Linked DNA regions of Triticum aestivum: region 1 is linked to region 2. Evidence: chromatin contacts called from public Hi-C data. All regions are on one chromosome and are shown on one strand. The core of a region is the stretch at or near the end of the contact, and the rest is flanking DNA. Distances in the headings are between cores, read along the strand shown.

Region 1 (6,160 bases), core at 639-3,138, 230 kb before region 2:
CGATGGAGACGAGGCGCTCTTCCACCTGCTCGACAGCACACAACACAAGCTTCAGTTCGTTGTCATCGGCACAGTTGGGTGATGGACAGTAGCGGCGGAGTGGAGTGGAGTGATCGATCGACCTGGTAGCCGCTGTCTCGGGCGAGCTCGATGATGCTCCTGCGCGTGACCCCCGGCAGGATGGTCCCCGCCGTCGCCGGCGTCGCGACGGCGCCGCCCTTCACGACGAAGAGGTTGCAGGAGGAGGCCTCCTCCACGTACCTCTTGTGGACCGAGTCCAGGTACAGCACGTCCGCGAACCCCTTGCTCCTCGCGTCCATCTGCGCCTTGAGCACCTGACGATGGGATAAAAACACCGGTCGGTCAGTCACATTTTCTGGAAATTCACCTGAAGAAGAAGTTACCGGCTAAAGGATTTTCACCGGCGCGTAGTTGGAGATGGTCTTGACCCCGCCGGTGCCGCCCGGCATGGCGCGGTGGATCTCCTCCTCGACCAGCAGGTTTATCGCCGCCATGCCTTCCTTGAAATATGTGCCCACGGGCGCGGCGTAGATCATGAAGGTGTACTCGGGCGCCGGCGCCAGCCCGAGGATCGCCCCGCTCCCGATGAGCAGCGGCCTGAGGTACAGCGCTCCCTTTCCTTGCGGTGGCACCTGAAACCAACGTACGCGAGGGGTGGTTGCAGTGCGGAGGTCAGCCATGGAGGGCTCATGAGCATGGCGTGCACTCACGTCACGTGAATAAAGGAACAAATCGATGCTGACCACGTACCCAGCGCTTGTTGGCGAGGACGGTCTGCTTGACGGCGTGCACGAACTGCTCGACGGACGGGGAAGGCATGCACATGCGCCCGGCGCCGTGCTGCATCCGCCGCGCGTTCTCCTCCGGCCGGAACAGCGTGTACCCGGGCCCGTCCGCCCTCCGGTACGCCTTGAGCCCCTCGAACAGCCCCTGCCCGTAGTTGAGGACGCCGGAGGAGGGGCTGAGCTCGATGTTGCCGTAGCGGGCGAGCTCGCCGCGGGAGAAGCCGCCCTCCTCCTGCGTGCACCGCATGACGTACATGTAGTCGGTCGGGGTCAGCCCGAAGCCGAGGTTGTCCCAGTCGATGTCGCCGCCGCCCTCCTCGTCGGACCTGCATGCAGCCAAGCCAAACCGCACACGGATGCCCCGGTGGCGACGGCACAAGCATTGAGTTTGAGTGCGACGAACGGCACAAAATGGTAAAAGCCATTGGCGATCGAACTGCGAACGAATCGAAACCAACCACGGAAAGTAATTTACGATGAACCTGCTGCATGTCACTCACGCACCTGTCGACGGGGTCCAGCTGCGGCTGCGACGACTTCCACCGGGACGGGAGAAGAGAGCGGCCGCCGCCTCCGTCCTGCACACCGAGAAGGCGCCTACTGTGAGTTCCGATCGACCTCATCGTCATCCTCATCCTCATGGAGGCGGGACGGGAGAGCATCGTGGCCATGGATAAATCTTAGTAGACGGGAAAATGCTCTTCTCCGCAACGGAAACAAGAAGAGTAAAAGCGCCAGGCCCGGCGGCCATGCTTTGTAGACGGGGATCTCAACTGCAAAAGCACGAGAAGCGCGCGGGTACGCACCGTCCCGAGTAGAGCTCGGAGGCCGCCGATGACCCCGCCGGCCGAGGTGCGGCCCCACGGGAGGGCGCGCTTCGCAGACGACAGCACGTCCATGCACGCACGCACGTCCGGCCGGCCCGCTAGCTGGATCGCTCGCCAAAGTTGTTCAAGAGAGCAATGGTTTGCAAGCGAGCACAGCACGTCGGCACCTATACCAGTGGCAGTGGGTTAAAATGGCAAGTGTTCGTAAAGAGGTTTCTATATAGGTCGTGGAGAATTTGGCAAGTGTTCGATTTGCCCTGCTGTATCCTACCCTTATAGAAGGCCACATGCATTGGTTTAGGAAACACATGCATTGGTTTTTTATGGCGAATTAACACATGCATTAGCAGGATACGGTAATGTTTGGCAAAGATATTTGGCAATGTTTGACAAAGACTGTGCCCTGTTACGGGACTCCTGTTACGGGGGATCGAGCGTGCGCCAAAGCTCTAGGAGCAGCAAACTTGCTTTTCCTGGATCGAGACAAAACCATCGACGGAGATGGCAATTGACCCGTGGGCCCAGGCACTGAGTGGACCCCGCGAGGCAGTGACAGAGTACAGCCGCGCCTGGCACGGCACCTCCTGGGAACGAGGAAGTCGTAGTCGCGCTGCTCTGCCGCGTGTAAGGCGTGATGGCGTCTGCCAAGCTTTTTTTTTTTCCAAAAAAACTTCCAATCTATACGGAAATTGCCTTTGGTGACCGAGCTCACTGGAGGCCTCCATATTCAAAATTCAAATTTCATCGAAATTCATATTTTTTTACATTTCAAAAAATTCTAAATTTTTTTACTGGTATACATGAAGGCATAACACACATGTGTGTAAATTTTCAGGGCAAACATGTTGAAATGAGGGCTGTGCAAAAAAGACAAATCTGGGGTTGTTTAACACATGATACTATTCATCCTCCCAGACCATGAATTTGTCTTTTTTGTACATGTTGCATTTCAATGTATTTCATCATGAAATTTTACACACATGTGGGTTACATCCTTACATACATGCATATTTTTTCAGAATTTTTTGAAACATAAAAGTTTGAATTTGATTTTTTCAAAAATAAAGGCCTCCATGGAGCTCGGCCTCCAAAACGCCATTATCCAATCTATACGTCTATAATATTATGGCAATACAATGAACACCAGAAATAATAAAAAAATACAGTCAAATCCATAGACCACCTAGCGACAATTACAAGAATTGAAGTGAGCCGAAGGCGCGCTGTCGTCACCGCCCCTCCCTTGTCGGAGGCGGGCATAACTTGTTATAGTAGATAGTCGGGAAGTCGTCGTGTCAAGGCCCCATAGGACCAGCGTACCAGAACAACAACCACCGCCGATGAAGATAAATATAGATCGGAAGGATCCAACCAGAAGACGCATGAAGGTAGATGATTGAAGACCGTATCTGAGCAGATCCACCGAAGACAACCCCTGACCGAATCCTGCGAGATATGCCAGAGACAGACATCCACACGCCATCCGATGATGCTAGACACACCACCGACATGAGCGGGGAGAACCTTATTCCATCTTCAGGGAGCCGTCGTCGTCTCGTCTTCCTGAGCAGGACACAAACCCTAACTAAGCTCAAAGAAACATCTAAAAATGGTGCCCTCCTGCCGGCCGACAAGTGCCGGGATTCACCATGCCCCATGGCCCTAGCAATTCTAGCATTGTCGTTGTATCAGTCTGATCTTTTTAGTGGTATATCATTCTGATTGATATCGTAACTTGTCGATATGGTCATTTTGGTAGGAAGTGTAACTCTAACAAAGTCGTCGTCCGCTTATCGTCCTGCATAATTTATGGAGCGTGCTCCATGTTCAGTCCGCGAGCCTTCACATTTGGAGGCTGGGGGCGTTGATATGGAAGGACCTCCATCCACGATTGCTCGCGCGGTGAAGTTTTAGCACAACCTCTTAGTCCCCCGCACAACCCCATCAATGGCCCGTACGTACAATTGCCGCTTCCGTCCCTGCGAATATCCGTTTATCCACTAGGAAGAGCGTTAATTAATGATCGTCGCTGCATTTCGCACTTGTTTCCCACCCGCACATGGCGAATCCCCCTCCCCTCGTTTCCCACCCAAGCGCACCCATTTGCGGGTATATAAACCCCCATCTCGACACCACCACATCCACCCTCTTCCACGACATCGGCACACTCATCCCATCGTCTCCCTTTGTCGGCCACCACCCCTCATTCTCTCTTCCACCGTTACCATGTCGGTGCGGCCACATGGACCTTTCCCTGGCAAGACCGAAGAGGACCGCACCGAGAGAGAGTGCTAGGAGAGGGCGTGAGACTTCCCTGAATGGGTTGAGGACGATGTGCGCCATAAGGCAAAATCAGTCGACGGTGGCGCTCGCCTACCCGACCCTCAAGTACTTTGACCGCAAGTCGACGACCGTTTGTGCAGAAATGAATACCGCGGGTCAAGATTTTGGCCTCATCCTACATCCAAGGCGCACATGCGTTCATCGACTGCATGGCCATGGAAGTCGCGGCAGCCGAAGACACCCCCGTCTGTGAGGTCACTTCAAAGAGGAGGAAGAGCTCATAGTTTAGTACAGAATCGTTGTAAATCCTTCTTGGAATCCATTTCTTTTAAGAATATTTAACCTAGAAATATATATTTGTAGGCATAAACTTTTCGTCATACAACGATCAACAATTTGCATTAAATGAATACTTGATGCACTTCATAAATAACAATAATCAACAACAATATTGATACTTAATAATCTAATGTCTCTTCTCATTAATGAGCTTAACGAGTTTTTTTTGCGAGGAAATAATCTTGGTCACGATGGGAAAGGTCCATACTACCTTCACAATGCATAGTACCATAACTTGTGTCACAGAAATGTCATTTATTGCCATGCATGACACATACTAGTACGTCATTTAATATGATATGGTATCGTATCATGATACTCAACCATCTCTTTTCTCATTTAATTGTATGCAACTTCACCTAAAATGCATAGTTAACATGCATGATACTACCTATGATACTCTTATTGTGACCGGACTAACTCGTTAGCTTGAATCCTTAAATTAATGATCTTAGATTAAAACCTGGTTTTACTCTTAGTTAACGAGTTTGAGTCGAGTCAAGTCATGAGCTACTTGTTTAGTCTATGAGTTTTGAGTTTTAATCCAGTCCTAGTTGTATCAACCAAAACTCTCATATGAATTCTACAAGTTTTCCAGGTAGGAGCTTGGCACCACTACTTTCGCTAGCCGGTTGGGGTCGTTGAAGGTCTTCGAACTTGGTTGCATTTTGCTTCTTTCCTTGATAAATAAAATTCCGCGGCGGCACGGCCCCACGCACCTCTTTTGAGCTGGCGGTACTAGCGAGTTTTCTCTTGCTTATCTTCTTCGTTTCTTCGTCTCGATAGACAGCAAAGCCGTTGCTTATCTTGTCATCCATGCAGGCCATGACTCGGTGTCTTTATGCTACGACGTCTCTGGTGCTGGTAGGTGCATGCATGCAATGTATCAAAGCCTACGTGTCCCCACGCGCGCGTTCTCGAGTCGCCTCAAATGATCCGTCTGTGCTCATCCGTATGCGATCAAGTGGATGGGATCAGCTGACTGTATTCACTATTCAGTATGTGCCCAAGTCACAAAATGCGCCACGAGACCTATGGAAATCCATTGTTTGCACGCTGCTGCCTTCTTTGCGTGCATAATCTGTTTTGTGGTTGGTCAGTGGGTTCTTATTTTCGGCTTATTTTTCTTAAGGTGGTTAGTGGGTTCTTAAGATCACCTAACAACAATACGAGTGCAAAAGACACCAATATGTTTTTGTGTCCGGAAAACCTTCCAATCTGTAGTCATTAACCCTCAACACTGCTGGAACAGGGCTCGATGCCGACGGCCAAATGTATGCCGACAGCCCCGTCGGCCTACTCCATGCTATACTGACAGCTGAGTCCAGGCCGTCGGCATACAATGGCCGTCGGGCTATCCCCGGCTACGCCTACAACTGCCGTCGGCATAGCCCAGACTACGCCTACAGCTGCCGTCGGCATATATTGGCCGTCGGCATAGCTGCGGGCCCGCCGACCACGCACGTGCGGGCGGCTAACGGCGTCGGATATATGCCGACGGCGGAGACGGGCGGCCGTCGGCATAGATACAGGTGCCACGTCATTGATCCAAAGCGCATCGACCAAGACCTATACCGACGGCTGCCGTCGGCATAGATGACACGTCATCGATCCGCGGCGCGCCGTCCATCTGCCCTGGCCGCAGTATATATATATTTGCTTTTTTTCATAGCTATATTTTTATGTTTTTTTTACGTATTATTATTTGACTAACTTACATGTAACATGTGTTAATATAAGCACACATACATTATTTTTTGGTTCTGTACGGAAGGGTGTGACCCCCCTCACGAACGGCGGCGGTGCCGGCCGGCACCTGGAGTGGGGAAACAGCCGCATCGGGTCTATACGGAGGGGACGTTGCTCCCAAGTGTTTCTATATATGGGATGACCTACCACAACCGG
Region 2 (5,784 bases), core at 2,971-5,470:
ATAAACTGCCTATATGTTGTCTAGGCAGAAAACTGGGATTACCACCGTCGAACATGCAATTTTGTTCCAGGACCATCGACTTCCCCAAAACATCGAAGCTACCGCTAGATATGGCAACTTCCACAGAACGTATGAGCACCAAGTCTGCCGCGATGGAGGAGCAACGGAAGAAGGCCACCACGGATCCCTCGACATCATCATTGGGTGACACCCACCTGTGGCTATGATCGAATAAAATGTATTGGTGGATGTTGCGGCGGCCACCATTAAAACTCCGTAGGGACAACACTAAATCTAACCCCAAATACGTCCAAAGCAAAGAGCCGCCACCCCTCTTCGTGGGTCAGCGGAGCTACGGCTGGATGGGGAGAGAAGCCATGGCCTCGCCGGTGGAGCGAGGTAGGAAGGACGTTGTCCCTGATCAATAAGAAGGTTGTTGTTGCATATGCCTTGCATCGGCCGAACTACTCTTACTCGGCTTGCTACCGTACCACGTGCCGATCGAACTCCCATTTATGCGGATTTGCTAATCCTTCAATTGTAAAATTTTGTTCTGCCAATTTTTGATAGGAGATTGACAGAAAAGTCATCGCCCAAGCCGGAACGAGAATGTCGTGACATGCTGCGAGGGCTCAGCAAGAACGAGCCGGAGCCAGAGACCATGAAGTTGGTTGTGGCGTCGCAGAGGGAAAGCAAGGTGGAGGCACGATGGCTCGAATACTGATACGGGGTGGCCGCCGACACTGGAGAAGAATGGGGATGGGTTTAGCGGGATGGACAGGATGACGATAGCACGGTGGAAGTGGCGACTCGGGTAGGTTGTGGCAGCGAGGCGGAGGCCGACAGCTAGGCCTGAATTGGAGGACGACACACGGGTGGCGAGCGGCGGATTGGATGAGAAGGAAGGGATACGAGGAGGAAGATGGTCGGGCGGCCGACAGACCTGATTGGGACAAATCGAGTGAGAGAGCATAAAAGTTTTTTTTTTCGAAATGGAAGAGCAAAGAAGATTTGAGGCAACCGTTTTATGAGTGCCGCGAACCAACCTGTGGTTGGATGGTTAGGTGAACCGTGATATTCCCAGCTCACCAGGGTCCAAGCCCTGGTGCTCGCATTTATCCTAGATTTATTTCAGGATTTTCGGCTATGCACGTTCAGTGGGAGGAGACATTCCTGTCGACTGTGAGGCGCCTATGATGACTTCGTAAAATCTCAAGATGATATGCTGCCTCAGTCTCTGCTCATAGTGGTAGGGTGTGCGTGTGTGCGTTTATAGAGGTGAGTGTATGTGCATATATACGAGCGTTTGCGTCTGTACTGCGTTAAAAAATAGTTTTATGAGTGCCCTCCTTTTATCTGTCACGTCTTGCAATGCCGTCGCTCGCACAATCCGTACGTACACAAAGTGATCAATGCAGAAGATCAAGAGTCATGATTTAGAGGGTGTTTGGTTACAATGGACTTATTGATGTAGGGACTTAAAAAAGTCCCTTTAAGTCCCATCTAAACCAAACAGGAGGGACTTATAGGGATTTAAAGCGGGCATTTGGGACTTATGAAATAAGACTTTCAAGGAGGGACTTATAGGGACTTAAAGTTGTAATATGGTCTTTTAGTCCATGTTAAGTCTTAGGAACCAAATAGGTAGGGACTTGGGACTTATAAGTTGGGACTAAAAAAAGTCCTAGGACTTATTTTCTGGTTACCAGGTAATTACTCAACGATCTAACTGAAAACGACCTCTGATGGACGATGAAGCAGAAACCGCACGTCACTAATTACCAGGCAATACCCCGAGCTTCTTTCTAGTCAAATCGGAGTGGTCGTGTGAAAATTGGCCTGGTTAACCAGGTAGAGGTTACAACTTACAACGGTGCAATTAACATAACTGAACAGATGGTTAAGCAAGAGCAGAAGAGAGGCTAAGCTTTCCCATTAACAATTAAATGAACCAGCAAAGGCGAAAGCAACAGGGAGGCAAAGTAAAGTTTAAGGCCCGACAGGCACAATCATTGAAACGTATATGCATATAGAAAAAGTCAGAAAGGTATACACATTACACACGTACGCACCCGACAGGGAGAGCCTCTCTCATGTCATCATCCAAACACTGCCTGACACGACTAGGAATTAGTTCATCACAGCGGCGGCTTAGTCTATTATCTCCTCTCCGATGATCAGCTTTTGAACACAAAAAGGCAGAGAAGCCAACCAAAAGGAGAGGTCCACGGTTACATGCATGCACAAGAATATACAATGGCCGGCCGCTTCGAGTACTAGCTACTGCCTACTACAGGTGGCTGTTTGACTACCTATCGTCTATGGATTGCGCCTATGATTGATGGATGGATGGATTAGCTAAACTGAACAAGATTCGGGACTAAACCCCCAGACCAAGAAATGGCAAAAGTAGGAGGATCGTGTCCATGTCCATGTCCTGCAGCTGGCTGGCTGCAAGGATCATATGTTACTTGCGACGTGAGGTATTAGCTATGGCAGCCACTGCTACTTACTTGTAGCTAGCTAGCTAGCTATGGCGGTGGTGCAGGTCGATGTTGATGAGCGTCGTGTATGTACGTACGTGCGGTCGGCGGAGCGCAGATCGATCAGCAGGCGGCGGAGTGGGTGAAGGGGTTGAAGAAGTGGTGGGTGGCAGCCTTGGGCCTGTCGGGGTCGACCTTGCCGGCGGCGGTGGCGGCGGTTCCGCCCAGGCGTTCGCAGGACGGGCAGATGGTCAGCGTGGCGGCCGGCAGCTGCATGTAGAACGGCGCCGGCGGGGCCGCGGCGGAGGACGGCGTCCCGGGGTGTTGGCTGGCGTTGTTGGGCGGTGGCGGCGGGGCGAACTTGATGGTGCGGAGCTCCTGCAGCTCCCGCTGCAGCCGGCGGTTCTCCTCGGTGAGCGTCTCGCAGCAGCGCTTCAGGAACTCGCAGTCCACCTCCGTCTGCTTCAGCTTCGTCCTGCATGCACGTGAACGGGATCCAACGTTAGTTTTACAAAAAGTTCACCAACACAACTGAAACGACCCGTAATTTTAGGGAGAGGTCTCGCTAATTTTTCATGCATGCATGGACGTAAAACAAAATGAATTGAGATGGGAGTGCAACACACAAAATGATTGCCCGTGTGTTTTTTTTTTTGAGAAAGATGAAGAGGTGTATAATACAAGGATTAATTGTTTCAAGTCAGCTCTAGCAGGAGACCGTAAGCTGGGGTGCCAATATCATATAGACATATACTCGTGTATAATACAAGGCTCCTAACCTGGCTCTTCTGTTCTGGAACCAGACTTCCACCTGCCTTGGCCTGAGGTTTAATTGCTTGGCTAAAGCCACTTTCTGCTTCTGCTCAAATCCAAAAAGGACACACAAAGGAAAAAAAGTTCAGTAACACATTTTTATTTTTGATTCAGCAGCTCATACTATGGATCAAGAAAGTAAAAACCAGATTTGAGGAGGCATGCGTACGCGCATGCATAAATAGAGAAGAAGATCTCAACAGATGAAAGATGATGCATGTTAGGTATCCGCGGCCATCTATCAGTAGCGGTGAATCGATTCGAACGTGACTAGTACGCATGCGTACGTACGAACGTACGTACCGGGTTGAGGGTGCTGTGCTCCTTGAAGCGGTCCTCCAGGAGGGCGGACTGCTCCTTGGTCAGCCTCAGCTTCTTCCGCGTGCTGCCGTCGTCGTCCTCCTCGGCGCCCACCGCCGTGGACGATACCATCTCGCCCAGGTCCGCCTCCTCGGCCCGCTCCCTCTTCACCGCGCCCCCCACCGACATGGACGACACGCCGCCGGACGCGGTGCCGGTCATGGTGGTGTCGTCCGGCATGCTGAGGGTCAGCGACGGCTCCGCCTCCCACAGGGTCAGCCGGCCGCTGTTGCTGCTGCGGTGCGCCGACGACGGCCCGTCGCCTCCGCCTCCGCCCCCGCCGCCCAGGGACAGGCCCAGCGCCAGGCCGGCGTCGTGGACCTCCTCCTGCGACATGGCGTGGCGCACAAATCGGCAGAGCCAATGGTCTCTAGCTAGCTTGACCCAAGAACCAGCAAACTATCTTGTCTATCTGCGCCGACTTGAATCCTCTCGCAGTTCTTGCAGGGTGCCGCGGAAGTGTATTCACGCGTCTGTGTAGTAGAGGTGAGGAGAGGAGAGGGGAGGGGAGGGGAGGAAGGAAGGAATGAGTGAGGGGAATGAATTGGTTGAGGCCGAGGGGTTGAGAATATTTGAGGAGGAAGAGGAGCGAGGGAGGGAGGTGTGGAGCCGCCCGGGGGGGACAAGGCGATGCAAACCCACATCACACGGGCGTACGCGCACGCGCACTCGACACTTGCGAATGTTTGACAAGCCCAGCACAGGCAGCAGGGAGATCGACCCCTCGCGCCGGGAGGGTCCAGACTCCACAGACCAGAGTGCCGTGCTGCGCCCTCCGTCTCCCTCCCTCTCTCTGGGCGTGTTCCCTCCTACAGATGTGCATATTTTTCATCCCGTTCTCAGCAGCCAGCCATCGCTGCTGCTCAAAAGTCGGGTTTTTCTTTTAGGTTTTTCTCGTGCTGCTGGTATGGATGGATGATTAGGGGTGCCGCGTGGACGCGCGTGTGTAAAGGGGCCGGCAATATTAGAAGCCGCACGCACACATCAGCCTCGCTCGCTCGGCCCCTTGTGCCCACACGCATGCATGTAGGCGTTACAAAAGGTGAGACATGCAGCAGATCCTCCGTTTCTTTTTTGCTTGCTGCTACTACTGTTCTGTTCACCGAGGGTGGGCGCGTTCTAGATCAGTTAGGTACGCACGTACGTGTATAGATATAATAGACTCATCCGTTCAGGTACGGACCTCCCGCTTTGGTTCTAGTACAAGTATATTTCACATGATGATCATGCATGCATGGCTCGATAATTGTTAGGTATTTGCACAAATGATTGTGGTGGAGATGGATGCGCTTGTGGCACAAATATTACGACTCATCATGCACCCACCCAACCATATGAACCACCTTCCCTTCCCTTCCCTACGTATGTGCTCATTTACTAGACGTGTGGTTGGCCGGCCCGGCCTGGTGTGCCTGCTTGCCTGGTGGTTTCGTTTCTTCCCGATCCCTGCTTACTTTCCTTGATCGCCATCAAGTGCTACTACTGGTATGGACTTTTTCTGCAACCTGGCTACCCTCCCAATTCCATGTAGCTAGCTAGGTCTTGTTGGCTCCCGGCCTTTCCCTCGCCACCTTCTTGCTTTCCACATAGGACATGAGCGCGCCCCTGGACCGGAAACTGGCCTCTTTTGCGCGGTGTGGGGCAGGGCTGCTGCCTCATCCTGTGACATCTTTCTCAATGATAGGCCTGGAGTGAGTGAGTTCAGATTGCATCCGTCCATCCGTCATTCTCGCCTCTTGCTTGCTAACCAGGGCGTCGCCGCTAACTAGGCTGGGGAGAATTAATTGTGGCAGGACTTTCTTCCTCGATTCTACTGGCGCTTCCACTGTTTTCTTGGTTGGTTTACGTTCCTTTTTGTGCGTTGCACATCATCACATGGCCTGCCATGGCATGTACAGTAGTAGAGGGGAGTTAGAAACTCGCGGTTTGAAATTATGATCAAACGCAGTTTATTATAGTTTAGGCAGCAATGGCGTGGACCAGCATCGCGAACGACATTCATGGTCGATATACCATCATCGTGTACAAATTAGGATACGCCCGCATGCACCTCGCATGCCTACGTAATGCATGCGTGAGAAGCGTCAAAACCATCAGGATTGCACCATGATCAGTTCGCTGTTGCACG

The links. A called contact is a pair of places that touch in the nucleus more often than the background predicts.
Region 1: a contact with region 2 is called in a Hi-C map of leaf, with 5 times the contacts expected there. The contact joins the promoter of LOC123098169 here to the promoter of LOC123098168 in region 2. A contact is called at or near these places in 3 of 5 Hi-C or Micro-C datasets (leaf and an unstated tissue).

The regions. Positions count from the first base shown.
Region 1 is chr4D:398,817,801-398,823,960 of IWGSC CS RefSeq v2.1, reverse strand. It overlaps LOC123098169 (branched-chain-amino-acid aminotransferase 2, chloroplastic), which reads right to left and starts at 1,888. Exons shown (of 7, transcript XM_044520067.1): 1 at 1,613-1,888; 2 at 1,311-1,384; 3 at 772-1,132; 4 at 423-653; 5 at 123-335; 6 at 1-25. The coding sequence starts at 1,705.
Region 2 is chr4D:398,587,155-398,592,938 of IWGSC CS RefSeq v2.1, reverse strand. LOC123098168 (homeobox-leucine zipper protein HOX19) reads right to left here and starts at 4,220. Exons shown (of 3, transcript XM_044520066.1): 1 at 3,600-4,220; 2 at 3,263-3,342; 3 at 2,010-2,958. The coding sequence starts at 3,992. The coding sequence ends at 2,607.